2 separate regions of the Mus musculus genome follow, and region 1 is linked to region 2. A link is a contact called in public promoter capture Hi-C data. All regions are on one chromosome and are shown on one strand. The core of a region is the stretch at or near the end of the contact, and the rest is flanking DNA. Distances in the headings are between cores, read along the strand shown. Region 1 has its middle 8.3 kb from the start of Clec5a. Region 2 holds the start of Prss37 (protease, serine 37).

The links. Promoter capture Hi-C pulls out the DNA fragments that hold promoters and counts their contacts.
Region 1: a contact with region 2 is called in a promoter capture Hi-C map of macrophages, with 7 read pairs. The contact joins the enhancer-like site here to the promoter of Prss37 in region 2. A contact is called at or near these places in 2 of 39 promoter capture datasets (the C10 cell line and macrophages), 1 of 115 datasets of contacts at active chromatin or transcription factors (embryonic stem cells) and 3 of 9 other capture datasets (adipose tissue, liver and pancreatic islet).

The regions. Positions count from the first base shown.
Region 1 is chr6:40,591,952-40,596,342 of GRCm38.p6, forward strand. No RefSeq gene overlaps it. Among named protein-coding and RNA genes, the nearest start is that of Clec5a, 8.3 kb to the left of the region's middle. Within about 2 kb of position 3,055, at least 49 of the 459 cell types and tissues checked have an H3K27ac peak or open chromatin away from gene starts, as enhancers often do. A contact at or near this core is called in macrophages, where this site is marked.
Region 2 is chr6:40,517,955-40,522,146 of GRCm38.p6, forward strand. Prss37 (protease, serine 37) reads right to left here and starts at 1,554. Exons shown (of 6, transcript NM_026317.2): 1 at 1,447-1,554; 2 at 1,079-1,232. The coding sequence starts at 1,112.

The DNA of each region.
Region 1 (4,391 bases), core at 1,805-4,304, 75 kb after region 2:
CCCCCAACTCCCCTACCCCCCCTTCCACTTTTTGGCCCTGGCGTTCCCCTGTACTGGGGCATATAAAGTTTGCAAGTCCAATGGGCCTCTTTTTCCATTGATGGTCGACTAGGCCATCTTTTGATACATATGCAGCTAGAGTCAAGAGCTCCGGGGTACTGGTTAGTTCATAATGTTGTTTCACCTATAGGGTTGCAGATCCCTTTAGCTCCTTGGGTACTTTCTCTAGCTCCTCCATTGGGGGCCCTGTGATCCATCCAATAGCTGACTGTGAGCATCCACTTCTGTGTTTGCTAGGCCCCGGCATAGTCTCACAAGAGAGAGCTATATCTGGGTCCTTTCAGCAAAATCTTGCTAGTGTATGCAATGGTGTCAGCATTTGGAACTGATTATGGGATGGATCCCCGGATATAGCAGTCTCTAGATGGTCCATCCTTTCATCACAGCTCCAAACTTTGTCTCTGTAACTCCTTCCATGGGTGTTTTGTTCCCAATTCTAAGAAGGGGCAAAGTGCCCACACTTTGGTCTTCGTTCTTCTTGAGTTTCATGTGTTTAGCAAATTGTATCTTATATCTTGGGTATCCTAAGTTTCTGGGCTAATATCCACTTATCAGTGAGTACATATTGTGTGAGTTCCTTTGTGACTGAGTTACCTCACTCAGGATGATGCCCTCCAGGTTCATCCATTTGCCTAGGAATTTCATAAATTCATTCTTTTTAATAGCTGAGTAGTACTCCATTGTGTAAATGTACCACATTTTCTGTATCCATTCCTCTGTTGAGGGGCATCTGGGTTCTTTCCAGCTTCTGGCTATTATAAATAAGGCTGCTATGAACATAGTGGAGCATGTGTCCTTCTTACTGGTTGGGACATATTCTGGATATATGCCCAGGAGAGGTATTGTGGGATCCTCTGGTAGTAATATGTCCAATTTTCTGAGGAACTGCCAGACTGATTTCCAGAGTGGTTGTACAAGCTTGCAATCCCACCAACAATGGAGGAGTGTTCCTCTTTCTCCACATCCTCGCCAGCATCTGCTGTCACCTGAATTTTTGATCTTAGACATTCTGACTGGTGTGAGGTGGAATCTCAGGATTCTAATTCTTAAAGACTGTTGTTTTCTTAATCCATAGTAGACTTGCATGTTTATTCCTTCCCTTGTCTGTCTGTCCATAGACTTAGCTGTCCCACCCAAGTAGTTTTGTAACACCTACTTTATCACAGGTCTTTGAAAGCAATGTTATAGCTTCAAGCAAATTTAAGGGACAGGGACATAGTGGTCCATGGAATAGAAGTGGTTGTAGATTTAAATCAAAGTGGATGAAGAAGCAGCTGGGGATGGGGCTCAGTTAATATGTTCAGGGTTCAATCTTCAGCCCCAGAGAAAAGAAACAAAAGAAACAGTGTAAACTAAACTAGGTGAAGATGCAGCTGGAGATGTGGCTCTGTGGCCGGTCACATGGCCAAGCCTGTGTGAGGCTCTAGGGTCAGCATTCAGCCTCATGGCAAAACAAAACAAAGTGAACAAAAACCAAAACACACAAAGCAAAGTGGGTTAAGATATAACTGGGTCTCTGTAAAATCAGAAGGCAAATCAAACTAGGCCTCTGGTCTCTGCTCACTCCTGTGTGTGCAAAGCATCATGACAGGGAGCATGGTCATAAGGATCGGATGGACTTCATGAACTAGAGCCTTTTCTCAGATTAAGTTAGAAAGGGCTCAGGAATGGATATCTATGGGTCTAGAATGAGCTATTAAATATGGTAAAGGGCAGGATACTAGTGGTATGTAAGGACAAACAGCCACCCTTAGGCAGGATATGTGGTAAGGGAAAACAAACAAACAAACAAACAAACAACAACAACAAAAAAAAAAACAGAAAGAAACAAAGAAAAAAAATACATGAAAACCCAACTCTCCCTGTAATCTCTCATTCACCTGATCTTCTCAAGACTTTATGGCCTCATGTTATTTTTGTTGTTGGAATTATGTTTGTGTGGCTATCTTCTTTTGGGTTTCTTGGAAGAAGATTGTTTTCTAGCTTTTGGTGAGGTAACCCAGTCACAAAAGAACACACACGGTATACTGATAAGTGAACATTAGCCCAAAGCTTGGAATACAAGAAGAAGGAAGAACAAAGTGTGGATGCTTCAGTCCTTCTTAGAAGGGCAAAAAATACCCAAGGGAGGAAATATGGAGACAAAGTGTGGAGCAGAGACTGAAGGAAAAGTCATCTGGAGACTGCCCCACTTAGGGATCCATCCTATATTCAGTCATCAAACCCAGACACTACTGCAGATGCCAAGAAGTGTTTGCTGACAGGTCCCTGATATAGCTGTCTCCTGAGAGGCTCTGCCAGAGCCTGACAAATACAGAGGCATATGTTCTTAGCCAACCATTGGACTGAGCACGGGATCCCCAGTGGAGGAGTTAGAGAAAGGAATGAAGGAGCTGAAGGGGTTTGCAACCCATAGGAAGAACAGCAGTATCATCCCAGGAACTAAACCACCAACCAAAGAGTACAGATGGAGGGACCCATGGCTCCAGCTGCATAGTAGCAAAGGATGGCTTTGTCAGACATCAATGGAAGGAGAGGCCATTGGTCCTGTGAAGGCTTGATGCCCCCCAGTGTAGGGGAATTGCAGGAGTGGGTGAGCAGGTGGGGGAGCACCCTAATAGAAGCAGGGAGAGGGAGGGTGGGACAGGGGTTTTCCAGAGGGGAAACTGGGAAAGGGAATAACATTTGAAATGTAAATAAATAAAATATACAACAACAATAATAATAATTATAATGGCCTCTTCCAACATTGCCAATATTTTCCTTCTGCCTTTATAACCTAACCCCAAACCTACATTTGTAAAGACAAATTTCTTTTGATTATGAGTCCAGTTTTAGATCTGACATCTAATGTGAATCAGGCACTCCTCGTTTCTAAACCTGGATCTGCTGTCAACCCTGTTGTAGTAAGTCCTAAGGTACACTAGCATTTCCTCAAAGCTGGAGGGAAGAAACCTCTTTCAACTTCTTCGTTTCTTACTGATGATTGCATCATAGCAGCACCCAGCAATGAATCAGCCATGCTAATTCCTTCTCTGCTGACCACTCTCTAGACACTAGATGATGATGCATTTCCAAAGCATTCTTAGATCTTTCCTTTCTTTTTATTTGATGTATTTATTTATTTATTTTCCATTCCATGTTTTATCCCCCACTCCCATTCTCCCTTTGACTGTTCCACATCCCACACTTCCTCCTCACCCCCTGTCTCCATGTGGAGGTCCCCACCCCTGACCCCACCTGACCTCTAAACTCCCTGGGGCTTCTAGTCTCTTGAGGGTTAGGTGCATCATCTCTGAATGAACACAGACCGGACAGTCATCTACTACTTCTCTATTTCCACTCCCACATCCTGAAACAGGAAATTTGTCTCTTTTGATTATGACTGAGGTGCAAATGACCAAACACTTTGCCTTCACTCTTTCAAACTAATCCCACACAACATTGTCATGTGAGTCTTTATAAAATAATTGTCATAATAATGTCACTTCATTATCTTAGGTTCTGTGATAACCACTAATATGAGAAGTCTCAGTTAAACATTGGCTTTGCTCATTCATCTAAACCTTTTATTCCACATCATTTATGTAAATTCTAATCCAAACTATTGTCACATGTTTTGCTTATGCTAATATTTGGACACCTAATTAAATGCACCCTATCATTATTTTATTGTTGTCTGTAAGTATGTATATATTTCTGAGCTAAAAATCAAGTACTGACTGTGTCTGATTAGTCTCTGTGCCCAGTGAGGGCCAAACTGGAGTCCCTCTGCCCACTCAGTTACAATTCTGCCATTGCACCATCCCTTCCTTAAGGTTTTCCTAGTAAATGCCTGAGGACATAAAGTTTGAGATGGGGATAGATACACTGAGACATTTTCTCTTAAGAATCTTTTAAAGAGGCCTAGAAAGAAAAAGTAAGTTTCATGACTGAGAACAACCCCCATGTGAGTGATGGTAAAACAGAAGACAAAGTCAATGTTGTTATCTTTTCAAATCCTTGAGTAATTCAGTTTTAATTCTTCACTGAATTGAAGATCAAGATGATGCAACAATTTGTGTTGGAGAGAATAGTCTAGACTCATACAATGGGTAAATCATCAGAATAAGCCATCTTTGAGGTCAGTTCAGCCTATATACATTAAGACTTTTGTACTGAATTGGCTAGGGATACTGCTCAGAAGTAAAACATTTTTAAAGCTCATGTGAGGCCTGGGTTTGGTCATCAAGACTTTATTAACTCAGGTTGTAGATCCAGGAAGGTCATCAAACTCTAGAGTGGATCTATACAAAGGAACTCATATCTACACAGTTCATGGTCAAGTTGCT
Region 2 (4,192 bases), core at 304-2,803:
AAATGACATACTTTAAGAAAAATAATGGCAATATTGGTAATATTCATTGTAAGAAAAGGTATAATATAAATGATATAGTCTCTGCTCATAAATTGATTTTATTGTCTTGGAAAGCAATTTAGAAATGGGCATCAAGAGCTATAACTAGTTCATAATTGTCGCTTGAGTATTCCAACAATAGGAATCCATTTTAAAGACATAACCAGATGTAGGCAAAGATAATTGATAAGTGTATACATTTTTAGTAATACATAATAGTTGTTAAACATTGGAAGCATAAAAATCTAATATATAATGTTAGATATTGAAATAAAAAACACACAAGTAAGTAGAACACATCAAAAATAGTGACACTTGATTTAAAATTTTCAAAAAGTAAAAAAAAAGCAGTGGAGTGTAATAGAGATGTAGGCTGAGACTAGGGCTGTCTTCTATGCTCTTACTGGTACTTCTGCCAACTTGCCCACATCTGGGCCTATGCCTAACCTCTGTGTAACCATACTTAAAAACTTCAAAGCAGGGAAGATAGATTATTAATAAAGGCAAAAGATTTTGAGCTCTATATGAGGTGCTGGGTTAGTTAGATTTCCCAAAGTCAATCCAGCTAGTATGTGACATGGGCTGGTGGAAAATTCTTCAATCCCAAATTCATGGAAGCAGAGACTGAAGTAGTAGAAACCATCAAATTAAGTCTTTTGTTCTAACCTTTACCACTTCCTGCATTCCAAGTTATGGTACAGAGGAGAAACCAGAAGTCAAACTGGGCCTTCTGCTCATGTGATCACATTAGGATCTTCCCCGAAAGCAATGAGGCTCATATTTCACAATCACCAGAGGGCACTCTCATTGTTGAGGGTTCTACAGGGCAGGTATATGCCATAATCTATCCAAGAGCTTAATACTTAGGGTATACTGTTTGTGTTTAGCCCTTGGATGGGCTCTAACTGAAGAGACTCAGATTCTACTCATATCAGTAGATATGCATAAATCTGCAAGCCATCAACCCACTTATTTCACCTCACTATGTTTAGGTTAACCCACACTGTAATGAACAGAGTACTAAGTCTTAAATACATACCAGCTAGGATGGTGAGATAGATAATAAGTTTCATGATGGTCCAGCTCTTTCCTTTCGAGGTATAGAAAGAAGATCAGCAGAGGCCGGAATCTTCTGCTCACTTGTCTCCTGGGGGATGTCTACCGGAGCCAGCAGGTTTGGATAGGTAAGGGCTCTAGGCAAAATCAGCAGGTGGAGAAAACTCCAGATAGGAAGACTGAGAAACAGGAGAGTATGCTTCTACTGGGACTTTTCAAACAAAGGGAAAGAAGTTTGATTTGATGAACTTCTTAGTCCAAGTCATCCTATATGCTACTCTCCTAAAAGCTCCATGCACTATATAGCTAGTTCAACTGTTTGGGAAGAGGAGCTCCAGGCTCAAGACTCACCTTTCTTGCAGAGTTTCTGAGCACAGAGCTGTGAGGAACAGGATTCTCTACCTTGGCTCAGGGAGAGCATGCCCTTAATGGTTTGCTCTGAACCTCCCAATGGTCACTTCATGCACCCCTTAGCCCCTCCCATCTTTGTTACATCTGTCACTGTTTCATCACTCAGATATCATCACCAGCTGGGTCTCTTTTGGTCCTGATCAGCATCACTGAGCTGAGGATATGAAATGAAAGCTCACAGGGAACAGTTAATTACCTTTGACAGTTAGGAAACGGTGTGAATTCTAGATGACATTAAATAAAGATTTAATGTGTTGATGACAATTCAAAAAAACAGGCCTCTTTAAGTGACTTTTACATAATGAAGTAATGAATGATTTTCCAGCTAATTGCATGACCAAAGTCAATATTTGATATTAGGGAGCACATACTCTCAAAAAAAGAGCATTAACCTCAACAGCTTGCATTCTTTGAACATGCAATGAATTCCAGACACAAAGCCAAGTATTCTCTCCCTCTGTGAGTGCCTGAGTTCCTACCCTGTGCTATTTTCTCCTCTCCTCTCTGTTTTCTGTTTTCTTAGTTGGAAAATATTTTCATACAATATATGTTGATCATGTTTTTGTTCTCTCCTAATTCCTCCCAGATCCTATCTACCCGCTACCCATCCAACTTCAAAAGCAAAAGACCAATAAGACCAAAGAAATGCCCAAACAAATAAACAAAGACAAAAGGTCTACAAAGGTTTTCTGTTGGCCAATTAAATACTCCTGAGCATAGGGCCTACCCTGAAGTGTGATTAATATACCCAGTAAGGCTTCATTGGAGATTTTTTTTTTTTTTTTTTTTTTTTTTTTTGGCCAGTGGGAACCCATCTCTGGGACCCTGGCAGAGCTTGTGTGTGCTGCTGTAGTTTCTTTGAGTTCATATGTACATAAGTCCTGTTGTCTTTGCTGTCTCCTTGGGGTCATGAATCCTTTATGGCTCTCCCAGTCGTTCCACTTTCTCGTTTGCAGGCTTCCTGAGGTTTAGGGAGAGGGAATTGATGAAAACATCCATCCAACTTAGGACTGAGGACTTCAAGGTCTCTCAGTCTGTGCACATTGTTTAGTTGTGAAGTTCTTTGCTCCCATTTACTGCAAGAAGCAGCTTATAAGAAGGGACCTGAGGAAGATGCTGCTCTGCATTCCAGCCTGGTGTGACCATGGGAAGGCCCTGGCAGGAAATGTTTCCTGGGATTAGCAGCTGATACAAAGGAAAGAAGATAGGCTAGAAGGCAGCCCTCTCACTATTTATGTGTCAGGGTCTTTCTGTATGTCCCAGGGTGGACTCACAGGGGCGTTTTTGGTGCCTAATTCCCAAATGCCAACACCCCAACCTGACCCAGAGTTCAGCTCTTCGCTGATTATATGTTCACCTTTTACTGCCTAATTAAAGTTTATATTGTGACCATTCTTGCCTATAATGTGTCAAATATATTGTATGTTCTTACCAAGCTGAACTACATCTAGCCTCATATCTCCCTGAGATGTCTCTAAGAAACCATCTGTGTCCTGTCTGCATGCTAAAATCTTTCATCTCATTTTTCTCTTGTCTCATAGATCTCATTAATTGTTGTTCTGCAGTAAATCATGCCTTTTAGTTAAAAGCTCTCTTGTACTGATTTAACTGGCAATTCTTCAATGATTAGAGCTTTATCAATGTCTTTCTGTCATCTGGGCTTGTGTATACTTGAGAATGGTTATCTTCTTATGTTTCAATGTAACAAGTATCAGTCAATCTGTATCCTGTATTGTATGTATGTATGTATGTATGTACATATGTATCTATGTACCTACCTACCTACCTACCTACCTACTTAGCTTTCAGGAAATTTATCATATGACTAACTTTTAGAATGTGTGATTGTATTTCTAATCCTTCTGTGTTTCATGTTGAACAAGCTTTCCCCCTACAAGCTATAGAAGATTATCAGCAGCTGGAGCCCTTAGCACATTTGCCTCTTAAGGGAAGTTTACCACTGTCAGCAGACCAGGGCAATCAGCGAATTGGAAAACAGCTCTGGGTATAAGGATTGGAGAGCGATGTCTCTAGATAGACAAATAGAGGAAGCACAGCAACGGTGCCCCTCTAATGCTGTATATAGTTGGCTCTTCAGTTTTGTGCTTGGTTTCCAGTTCCTCTCACCATTACACAAGTCACTGCTACAGAATTCTTTTCTGGTTCATTTTTCTTTTCCCATGCATTGAGATTATTGTTCTGTGATTTTTCCCTTTCTTGAGGCACACTGAGTAGTAAAGGAATCTCTAGTGCTAACCAAGATGGATCCTTTGTCCAAGCTAATAGGTTTTGGTATGGTAGTGGAGGACACAGCAGAGGGAACAGAACAGTATTCTGTGTGGTCAAGTGGATGGTTCTTCTCCGTTCTTTGGTTCTCATCATAGCTCCAACCTTTTGCATCAATCATGTCTGATCCTCAGATCAGGAGGAAAGGGGTTGCTTTCATGGTCCTGTAGCTTTATATAGACTTTACTTGAAAGATCCTATGCATATATGGTACACATTATGATTCTACTTGCCTTCCACTTAGTCTGAGTTTAGTTGCTCATCTTAGACCTCAGAATGATCCTTAAGAAACCTGTTTATAGATCTATTATTACTACTGGTTCTTTGGGTAAACTATTATAACTTTATCCCATTTACTGCCTCTTTCATTAGGGATATGTAAAATACTAATATTTAATAT